Linked DNA regions of Mus musculus: all the other regions are linked to region 3. Evidence: chromatin contacts called from public HiChIP or PLAC-seq data. All regions are on one chromosome and are shown on one strand. Each heading gives the region's core, a stretch centred on a gene start, on an enhancer-like site or on the middle of the called end of the contact. The rest is flanking DNA. Distances are from core to core; before and after follow the strand shown.

Evidence for each region. HiChIP or PLAC-seq counts read pairs in DNA pulled down with a chosen protein or histone mark.
Region 1: an H3K4me3 HiChIP or PLAC-seq map of embryonic forebrain shows a contact between it and region 3, with 2.9 times the contacts expected there. The contact joins the promoter of Kif1c here to the promoter of Alox15 in region 3. A contact is called at or near these places in 2 of 39 promoter capture datasets (cranial neural crest and second pharyngeal arch cranial neural crest), 2 of 115 datasets of contacts at active chromatin or transcription factors (embryonic forebrain and large pre-B cells) and 1 of 9 other capture datasets (adipose tissue).
Region 2: a contact with region 3 is called in an H3K27ac HiChIP or PLAC-seq map of embryonic stem cells, with 3 times the contacts expected there. The contact joins the promoter of Asgr1 here to the promoter of Alox15 in region 3. A contact is called at or near these places in 4 of 39 promoter capture datasets (the C10 cell line, the HPC-7 cell line, cranial neural crest and 1 more), 2 of 484 Hi-C or Micro-C datasets (bone marrow-derived macrophages and cerebral cortex), 1 of 115 datasets of contacts at active chromatin or transcription factors (embryonic stem cells) and 4 of 9 other capture datasets (adipose tissue, embryonic stem cells, macrophages and 1 more).

What each region holds. Positions count from the first base shown.
Region 1 is chr11:70,698,945-70,702,371 of GRCm38.p6, forward strand. Kif1c (kinesin family member 1C) reads left to right here and starts at 1,604. Exons shown (of 23, transcript NM_153103.2): 1 at 1,604-1,765. Inca1 (inhibitor of CDK, cyclin A1 interacting protein 1) reads right to left here and starts at 1,211. Exons shown (of 7, transcript NM_001252484.1): 1 at 1,114-1,211.
Region 2 is chr11:70,052,696-70,056,130 of GRCm38.p6, forward strand. Asgr1 (asialoglycoprotein receptor 1) reads left to right here and starts at 1,660. Exons shown (of 9, transcript NM_009714.3): 1 at 1,660-1,793; 2 at 2,186-2,271; 3 at 3,302-3,418. The coding sequence starts at 2,205.
Region 3 is chr11:70,350,324-70,353,618 of GRCm38.p6, forward strand. Alox15 (arachidonate 15-lipoxygenase) reads right to left here and starts at 1,708. Exons shown (of 14, transcript NM_009660.3): 1 at 1,548-1,708; 2 at 391-595; 3 at 2-83. The coding sequence starts at 1,682.

The DNA of each region.
Region 1 (3,427 bases), core at 354-2,853, 350 kb after region 3:
AAATACTAGGTAAAAGCCAGGAGTGATATACAGACTTGTAATCCCAAAGGCTCAGGAGACTTAATCTTTGAGTTTTGACTCCAGACTGGTTTAAAACAAGATTTCTGTCCAAAATGAAACAACAAAAAAAAAAGCTGGGGAAGCAATATGACTGCAGTTAAGTGGCAGAGAGCTTGCCGACATGCCCAAGGCCCTGGGACCCTAAACAATAAACTGCCTGGTAAGTTAGGAGTGCATGTTGGCTGGCATAAAGGACAAAATCAGAAAATGTTACAAGCAAAGGTTATCCAAAGAGTGAGCCAGGCATAGTTTTGCAATCCTGTGACCCCAGCATTCAGGCAGCTAACACAGGGTTGAGTGTTTAAGGCTAGCCTGGGGGTAGGGGTTACAAAGAGAGACCCAGTCCATCACAAAACAAAATCAAGGGCAGCTAAACTGAGCTGAGAAATGTTGAGGAAGATTAAAAGCAAAAGGAGTATCTTGAAGTGGCAGATGGTCGAGAGTTGGGCTGTTTAGTGTGAGATCTAAAAAATGGATATCCTGAATTCGTAGGGGGTCTAGAACTAAAGGAGCAATGAGGAATTTGGATGGCTGTGCCTGAGTGGGTGACCTAGATCTAAGGGGTTTAAGGCAGCCAGACGGAATGGATAGTTGACCAGGGGATAGTCAAGACCTTGGCAGCAAGATACAACTAAGAGGGTGGATGGGCATCTGAAAGGTGTCGCCCTGGCTGAGGAGCCTGGTGTTGGGGTAGCCTTACTGGGGGGGGGGGTGGGGGGTGGGGGGGTGGAGAACTAGGTCTAAAGGGGCCAAGGCGACCTCTGGCAGGAAGACTGGGGTCTATAGCCAAATCTTTGGTAATAGGCAGGAAGGCAAAACTGGGGTGGTGAGCTTAGGGACATGGGCAAACCAGGCTGGACAGGCAGGGGTCTCCTTCACCGGCCCTGAGAAGGCAACAGCGGCCTAAGAGGCCACCTGAGCCTGAGGGGCTGACTGGGGCTGACTGGGGCTGACGGGCTGAGGCGGCGGTCCGGGAGTCAAACCAGAAGGCTATCTGAGAAGAGAGCGTCCGTGCGGCTATGTCGGCGACGTCTCTGCATTTGGCCCCATCACCTGAGGCAACTGCGAAGCGAGTTCTGGAACCTCAGGTCGGGCAGGAAGGAGCAGCTCCGTAGTGAGCCCGGTCGCCCCACTTGCCTGGCTCGCCTGAAGGCCGGGCCTGAGGGGGACCGCCTCCTGGGCGTGGTCTGCCATTAAGCCCCGCCCCCTAGGCGCGCCTCTGACGGCGACGACGTGCGCGGCTCCGGCCTAAGTCCCCTCCTGCGTCCGACCTCGCCTTTCCCGACTCCTCAGGAGCGCTAGTTTTCCCACGTTCTGGTGATTTGCTTTCCCTTAGTGTCCGCAACTCAGTTTCCCTGTCTCTGCCCGGCGAGCCCTACTGTCAGAGTGCACTGCCCCTTTAACTAGAGTGACCCGGGTGGCTCCTTCCCGGGACAGCGCGTGCCCGCTCGCCCGTCCGCGCGCGCGCCCGTCCGTCCGTCCCCCGCCCCTCGCTCCCGCCCCAGCTCGCGCTGCCCGGGCGGGCGCCGGCCGCTGGCGCCGCTTCTGCTGCCGCCCCCGGGGCGCGATCCGCCGCCCGCCGCCCGGGGACCCGGCGAGGGGCGGGGGCAGCCCCGAACTGGCCCCCGGTCTCTCCCTCGCCGGTCTTAGGCATCCCAGAAAGTTTGTCCCTTTGCTCTCCGCCGGGGAGTCCTGCCGCGACGAGGTGAGAGCCGGTGGGGGGCAGGGAGGGGACGCCCGCGGAGGAATGCGCTGTGGGGCGGGGAGCCGGAGTTCCGAGGTCCCGATTGCACGACCCGGCCAAGCGGGCTAGGCGCGAGAGCTCGGATCATGTGCTATTTATCCCGCGGAGGCGCAGAGAGGTGCCAGGCCCCGGGCAGCCGTCGGTTGGCTGGACTGGAGGACCAGGAACTCATGGCCGCCCAGAGAGGACAGGCGGGGGCTTGTTGGAGACCTGCCAGTGGGCAAGGTGCAGGTGACCCGAGACCCCCTTTGGAGTCGGTCTGCCCCACCTAGCCTCCTCCCCAGTGCGCCTTTAAAGCAGGACCTGCAGACCCTGCACCTACTCCCTATATCTTTACCCCGCTGTACCCTATTCTTGCCACCCAATTCCTTGTTTTCTTAGCTTCGGACGAGTCATATTGCCTGTCCACCCTGGTGCCCTTCCCTCCCCTAGTTAGGGTTTTGGGGGTCAGGACTAGTCTTCCTGAGCCAGTCTCTGTGATTTCGGCTACTCCCTTCCTGTGGTGGGATAAACCAGCCCCTTCACTCCTCCCCTGCTCTGCCTAGGAAGGCTGGGGAGGTGAGGCCCAAATAGCATGACAGAAATTGGCGGTCTTTGGGGGCTACAGGTGGGAGTGCAGCATCGTTGATCTCTTTCTTTTTTTCTTTTTCTTTTTGAAGTCTTCACCCTGCTATCCGTGGGCGTGGGCTGCTTAGACTCTCCTCCTAGGGTGTGGGCACCCGGATCACCCACATTCCTAGGCTGCAGCCTGGCACTTTCCCCAGGCTAGTGGACGCCATAGCACTAGCCCCAGGTTGGGTTAGGACCAACCTGTTTCCTTTTCCCTTGGCTTTCCTTTCATGAAGCCCCCCTCCTTGGGTGTAGCCCCCCCCCTGAAGATACAGGTATTCTGGGTCTCCCTGCGAGGAGTCCTGGGGGGGGTGTTGATATTATGCATACAGGATGACCCCACCCTCCCCTGCCCATTGTCCTGGATCCTGAGGAGGAAGTACTGGGGGCTGGGCAAGGGGTTTGGGGATCACCAGCAGGCCCTGTGAGTCCTTGTTACAGGCTGTTCCACTAGCCCTTGGACTTTGCCAATCAGTAGTGGCCCTGCCTCGTGTGGGGGTTGTCAGCTCTATGTGAGAATTGCCGACCCTGGAGAAGAATTACAGATTCCAGTTTTATGACTGGGTTTTTTTGTCTCCTCTTACCTGTCTGTCTTCTGGGTTTCCAGTTTGTGCTTTGGCCCCAGAGCCCTCACTCTCTGTCTTCTCAATATCTCTGAGTCTCTCTTTCCTTTTCTTCTGTCATTCTTTATTTTTATAGCCTGACCTCAATCTTGTCTCTTGTCTGATTCCTCTCACTTTCTTGGTGTCTGTAACTTTCTGTCCCTCCTCTTCCCTTCCTGCCACCCTCAGCATCTCTGCCCATGTGTTCTTCACACTGAATCACCCTCTGTCCAATCTGTGTTTCATTCTCTCTCTCTCTCCTCTAACTGAATGCTCAGTACACTTGCAAGTGACTAGGAATAAAAATATCACTGTCTCTGCCCTTGGATTCACATTGCGTTCAGCCACTCCAGAGGGGCAGCTTATCCTTAGCTTTCCTAACACATCCCTCTCCCTTGCCCTCTAAACACAG
Region 2 (3,435 bases), core at 410-2,909, 300 kb before region 3:
TCGAAGCCGCACTTTAACCTTTACAGTGGAGATGGTCTGTGTTTATTGTTTAAGTTGCTAAGTTGTGGGGTACTTACTTTGTGGTAAATGACTGGTACACATATCCAATGGGATATATATATACATATGTATATATACTATGTTATATGTTATATATTATACTTATACATAGTATATGTATAATATATATTATAAAATGTATCTCTCTAAATAGAAATCTATTGAAAAGGGATGAAAAACTACACACACACTCATTCATACATCCACAATCCACACTTAACATTTATTCAAGCATGTGTGTTAACATTAGTCCAGTACTGCTCTCTGATCCATGAGCTTAGGGCATGGCTCTCAGGTATGAACTGTATTTCAAAATGCCTTCTTCCAGGACAATATGCAAATAGAAAGATGCAAAAATCCTGAGTTTACAGCATTTTCCAGTTTTACAAGCTAGGGCTGAGGTCTCTCTAGCACTGAGAGAGCAAGAGGCTCGGTGCCCCCTGCTAGTCCCTACCTCTATGAGTAGAGCTACTATTCAGACTGGATCTGTATCTGTTTGCTTGCCAGAATAAACTAGATTGTAAGTGGCAAAATCAGAGAGTGTTAAATTAATGGCCCAATTTTCACCAAAATCGCTGGCAGCAAGCCCGGTTCATGTAAACATGCGGATTTTTAGGACACAGACAAGCAAGGACGCACAGAGTAGTTGGATTTATGTAAGCGGCACCTTCCTGAATAGCTCACAGGCTCTAGACGGCCACAGAGGCCACTCCTCACTGTGGAGCCTAACAGGAGGAGGATTATATGTTGAATATTGCTCTTGTCCCAAGCCTGAGTTCTGACAGGCCTCTCTGAAGCTCTCAGGACCATGAGGGGCCATGTTTAAGCCTCTCTGGGGATTTGGGGACCTGGTGCGTGGGACAGCTAAGGATCCCATTCTGAGTGAGGTGCTGGAGGCAGCACACAGGTCACTGAGTTGGGCTGCCCGGGTGTTAGTCTGTGCTCTTCTGTGTAGTATGGCTTTGAGAAGCCCTTGTCTTCCAGAGCCTCAGCTTTCTTGCCTGCAGAATGGGTTGTTCTCTGGGGATGAGAAAGGTTGAAGTCCTGGGGCATATGGTAGAATCAGTGATTTCTTGGCCCTGATCCTAGAGGGGAGCTGCTCCTCCTGTTACCACTGCGCTGCTTGGAGGACTACCATAGAGTGAGTCAGTCAGGTTAGGGCTGAGGAGCCTGGAGCTGAGACCCCAGGAATCTACAGCTTGCAATTATAACACTGAGGTCACAGGGCAGGATTGGGCAAGAGCGGGGAATCAGTTGGTGCCTCTGATCCTGGTCAGGGATATTTGGAGATACGGACAATTCTGGGAAATTCAGGACCGAAAGGGGGAGGGCTCTGAGGGCAAGCAGCAAACTGTTCCCTAGCCTTTTAAGGCCTGTCTCACCCACAAAAAGGTAACAAGTATTGAACATGCGGAAGTGCATGCGTAGATGTGTGTGCCTCTGTGTGTGTGTGTGTGTGTGTGTGTGTAGACTCCCCTTTTCTGAGAAATAGAATAGAGGTCACCCATGCCTTCTTTCCTCCCCTATACCTCCCCAGTTCCAAGTCTACTCCTACCTCTGTTTATGGTTCAAAGTCCCGGTGTTGGTGATGCCAGGTTCAGCGTGCTCGGACACACATGGGCCCTGGATGGACCCTGTCCCCTCCCCTCCCATTGCCCAGGGCTCTTCACCTGGTTCTTCAGGCTTCAGCCCCCTCCTTAGCCTGGGCTCTTCGTGGTGCTGAGGGACCTTCAGTAAGTACAGCAGGAGGAGAAGGGATGGGTGACAGCCAAGAGAGAGTGGCTGTATGGGTTCACATGCGCAGTGTGTGTGAATGGGAGAGGAGAGATTTTTCTTAGACAGAATGTAGCCTTGGTTAGTCTGGAATGCACTCTGTAGACCAGGCTGGCCTCGAACCTACAGAGATCCACCAGACTCTGCTTCCTGAATACTGGGATTAAAAGCATGTGTCATCATGTCCAGCTAGAGGATAGATTTTTGGATGTCAGGCTTGGGAGCAGATAGGGTTAGGGGAGACAGAAAGTATGTCCACCTAGTCAGATGTAAAAGGGAACTGGACTTCATCCAGCTCTGAGTCTGTTAGCCTCGGCCTCAGCTCTAAAGGCTCTAAATTTGGCTGTCCTAGGTCCGGATCCAGTGCCATCATGACAAAGGATTATCAAGATTTCCAGCACCTGGACAATGATAATGACCATCATCAACTCCGGAGAGGTGAGAGGTGCTCCCTTTCAGAGAGGCGAGGGGTTCTCCCCTCTGGAGGAGAACATCAGTGGCTCTGTCCCTCCGACTCAGCTCCTGTGTCCTGTGGAGATCCCTAGCTCTGTTCCATACACTCAGAAAACAGTGGCTGCATCACTCTTGCTGGGACATAGGGTACAGGGCATAGTGTTGGCATCCTCAGTGACAGATGTCCAAGCTTCCTCCCAATGTTACCCATTTCTCAAGACCCCAGGCAGAGGGTGGCTCCAAGGTGTGGGGCCTACTGAAGGTCGGGGGCATGAGCTTATTGTCAGCCCCGTCTGAAGTTAGGTCCCTTTCTTCTTCAGTTTCAACAGTGTGTATGTGGAGGTGGAGGTGGGGATGGGAGGTGATCAGGATCAGTTTGACTTAAGGGACCCTTGGAGAGGGGGCTGAGGGTCTCAGCACGGATGAAAGATGAAGCATCTGCTCTCCCTACTTTGTCCTCTGAGCAGGGACTGTCGTGTGCCTGTACAAACAAATACAGAGCTCTTGAGGTATCCCAGGTGGGCAGTGTGCTTTTATGCAGGAAGGAGCACAGGAGGGGAAACGGGGCGGGGGGGGGGGGGCAGGAGGGAAAGCCCGCAGGCCAACCGACAGGACTGAGTGTCATTTTCTCCCTTGGTGGGAGAGGCTCACCTTTTCTCCTTGCATGCAACCAAAGACGCACAGGATTCACGGAAAGAGGAGGAAACCCACCCTTCCCACACTTTGGTGGAGCAATGACTCCCCAGGCGTGGTTCATCGTCTGTAATGACAATATTATGCCACAGGGTGGCAGCAGAGGTCCAGGGCTTCGGGAATGCTAGGGCAGGTCAAAGCTTTGCACTTCTGATAACCCCCTTTCTTCCCTATCTTTAGGTCCTGCAGGGTTGTCCACGGCCCACATTTCTTAATCTATACGGCCCCTCTTAGTCTACTGGAGAGCTTAGTTTGCGCTCTTCCTAATACCTCGGGATTTAGGTTGGCCCAGGTAGTGAACTCTTGATACGCTCTCTTGCAGGGCCGCCTCCCACTCCACGGCTCTTGCAGCGACTCTGCTCTGGATCCCGCCTCCTCCTGCTCTCCTCGAGCCTCAGCATTCTGTTGCTGGTGGTTGTCTGTGTGATCACATCCCAAAGTGGGTGGCCAGGGCTG
Region 3 (3,295 bases), core at 458-2,957:
CCTGTACAGACTCCTCCTTTCTTCCAGTTCCTCCTCCCTGTGGTTCCTGAACAGGCCTTGAGAGTCTTCAACCACGGTGCAGCCTAGAAGCCGAGGAGGGAGACACTCTGGATGTCTTCTGTGAGCTTCTCTACCCCCTTCCAGCTGGCTGTACCTCTTCAGGCAGCCCTGGCTGTCCTCTGTGCATGCATCTTCATGTCCCTCCCTGAAGCCTCCGTGACATCTGGGCCAGCTTCAGCTACTCTTTCTTTGACAACTCATTTAAAACACCAAACAAACAGCCCAGCTTCCAGGCTCCAGCTCCCACACGCTGCCTCCCCTTCCTCACACAACTGAGGCTCCGTTCCCCCTATGCCTCTTCACACACACACACCCCACCCCTCTGCTCACCAGTGCCCTCAGGGAGGTTCAGGATGCTGGTGCCCTGAACCCATCGGTAACAGGGGAACGTGTACTCCGATCCCTGGTCTCCGGGGCCCTTCACAGAAATCCAGTTGCAGAACCAGGCGTCCTCTTTGAGATAATGCCATTTCTGCACTCTCACAAACAGCAGTGGCCCAAGGTATTCTGACACATCCACCTTGAATTCTGCCTCCTGCAGATAAGCACAGGGGCGCAGAATGGGGTGCTCAGGCTGAGTTCTGCTTCCACTGGGCCACAGGAAAAGTGATGAAAAGAGGCTCCATGACACCACTCAGGGTTGTCACCTCAACCAAGAGTGAGAGGGTTAAGGATGGACGATGGACGATGGGAAAGTACACTCCTTCCTCCCCGGGGGGTGGGGGGAGGACTAGAGGAAGGGGAATTCTGGAAACTCTGCCAGAGGCCCAGTGAGGAACGGGTCAAATGGGAGACCCCACTAAGGCAGAGAACCCATGGGAATTCCATTTGGCCTGAGCCAGGGTTTCTACAGGATGGTCTCCAGGGAGAAACCTGGATTTGGAGAGGCGGGGTTGGTGAGAGAGAATGAAATCAGAGAAGACACGAGGCAGAGTCCATGGAGAGCGTAGAGGCTGAAAGGACCAGCGCCTTCATGAAGCTAGGGCCCCCAGCGCCTTCATGAAGCTAGGGCCCAGAGAGCCGTGGGGACTGGGAGCCAAACAGGACCAGGTCCCGAGGGACCGAGAGTAAGCCAGAGGCTTGGCAGTTCGTAGGGAAGAAGCTGGAGACACTGGGAGGCTTTATCAGGCAGACTGTTCTACAGTAGGAACGAGAGAAGATGGTAAATCTTAAGCTTTAAAAAATTAGAGACATTCGGGCAGCTGACACTGCTGATACTGGCACTACTACTGTACCGCAGAGTTCTGTGAAGTGAGGGACGCACAGAAATATCCCACTCAATGAGGCCAGGAGGCAGCAACTGTTACTGAGCGCTCACCGAATGCCTCTGTGCACCCTTTCCGCTTTCCGAGGCTGTGAGCTCCTTCCTCAGAGTTCAGGGGCCACGCATCAGGGTTCCTAGGGATTTCTTTGACTTTGCCCCCGCCCCCGCCCCCAGCCCCTCACCCTGCCGCCTCCCGGGACAGCCAGAGCTCTGCGCAGCTCACCGAGTTCCGACAGGGTCGGAACAGCTTCCCGAGAGATGCCTCCCCATGCTGTCCGATCAACCACAGGTAGACCTCGTTGTTGGAGCCCGCGTACACGGAGTCCCCGGTGGAGACGCGGATGCGGTAGACACCCATCTTGCAGATGAAGTTTTCTCCCTTCTGAGAATCAAGAGGGGTAGACGGGCTAAATAAGAAAGCCGAGGCCCCGCCCCTTCAGAAGTCTAGTTTAGGGTTGAGCTGTAGGTGGCAATTAACCCCGCCTCTGTCACTTACTGGGGCCCCCAGCACTTGCTGGGGGCCTCGTTCCAGCCCAAAAAAGGCGGGGCTCTGGGCAAAGCTGAACTCTCAAAAATCATCTTGGTGAGAGGAGAACAGGAGGGAGAAGTAGATGGGGATTTGAAAAGAAAACATGCAAGAAAGAATCAACATCTGGTCCAGTCCCTTCTGCCCCCGTCACACCTTCCTCCACGCGCGCTCACTCTCTCTCTCTCTCTCTCTCTCTCTCTCTCTCTCTCTCTCTCTCTCTCTCTCTCTCTCACACACACACACACACACACACACACACACACACACTCTCACACGCACATACATCCACTCTCCAGTGCGCGCATCACAGATGGGTTTTCCCATGCCCAGGGATAATCTTAAGGTTGCAGGTGCTGTGCAGCATTTAAAGGCGGCACATTTTAGCCACCCGATTAATTCTACCAGCTCTGTACACTTTGCCCATCCTGAGGCAGGCTCTGGGCTCATCCCTGTGAGTTTCAAAGCATCCAGATATCTCCCGATGTCTGCATAATAAAACCCCAAATTACCTGGCCTTCAAAGCCCTCGGAAACCTGATTTTCTCCCTTCCCCACACTGCACTCCTGCTGAAGCCCCTTGCTCCCCAGAGCCACCACCAAAGACTCCATGTTATTTGCTGAAGAATCATGTACTCGGGGTCCACCCTACTCATCCTTCCAAATCCTGAGGAGACTCTAGCTTCTCAGTGAAGTGCCTTCTACACCCCACCCAGAGACAACCAGCTTCTACCGCCTACCCCAGAAGCGCTTCTGCTGATGCCTGGCTAATGCTGGACCCTGATCATCCTTGTGTCAGTATCACCGGCTCACAGGAGCGCCTCCTAGGCCAAGACCGCATCCAGCAGGGCTTATTCGTTTATTGTTAACTGTTGCTACACCTGGAACCCACTGAGCTGAATGCAACTGTACATACATCCTTCCTCTAGGGAGACATGGGACCACAAAGACTCTCAGTCCATGTGACTAATAAGAGTAATAAAATGACCTTTGGTGCCATTCTGGCATGGAGTGTTATAAACTGAATTAAACAAAGACAATGAAAATGTGTCTGGTGAATGGCAATCTCCACTATGAGTCAGTTCTGTGCACATCCCCAAGCTAACACACCCCTTCCATTGAAATAAGAATCACATATTTGCTAAGCCCTGACCCGACCGCCGGTGGAACTGAGGTCAGCATTACTCTCAGGCACGTATGGTACTTACTGGAACGTTCGCTAACCTGAATTGTTCTGTTTCTGTAAATGCAAGGCTCTCTGCTCCCGAATCAAACAGAAATGCCATGGTGACACAAATGTGCCCTATTCTTCTTAAACGTTCCTATCCTGTCCTGCTTGCTAATGGGCATCACAACTATTTCAACAGGAGGTACCAAGCTTGTGATTTTTACCTTCACCCCAGCTCACTTGGCGCAGGGCGTCTTCTAGATTGGTAGTCACAACAG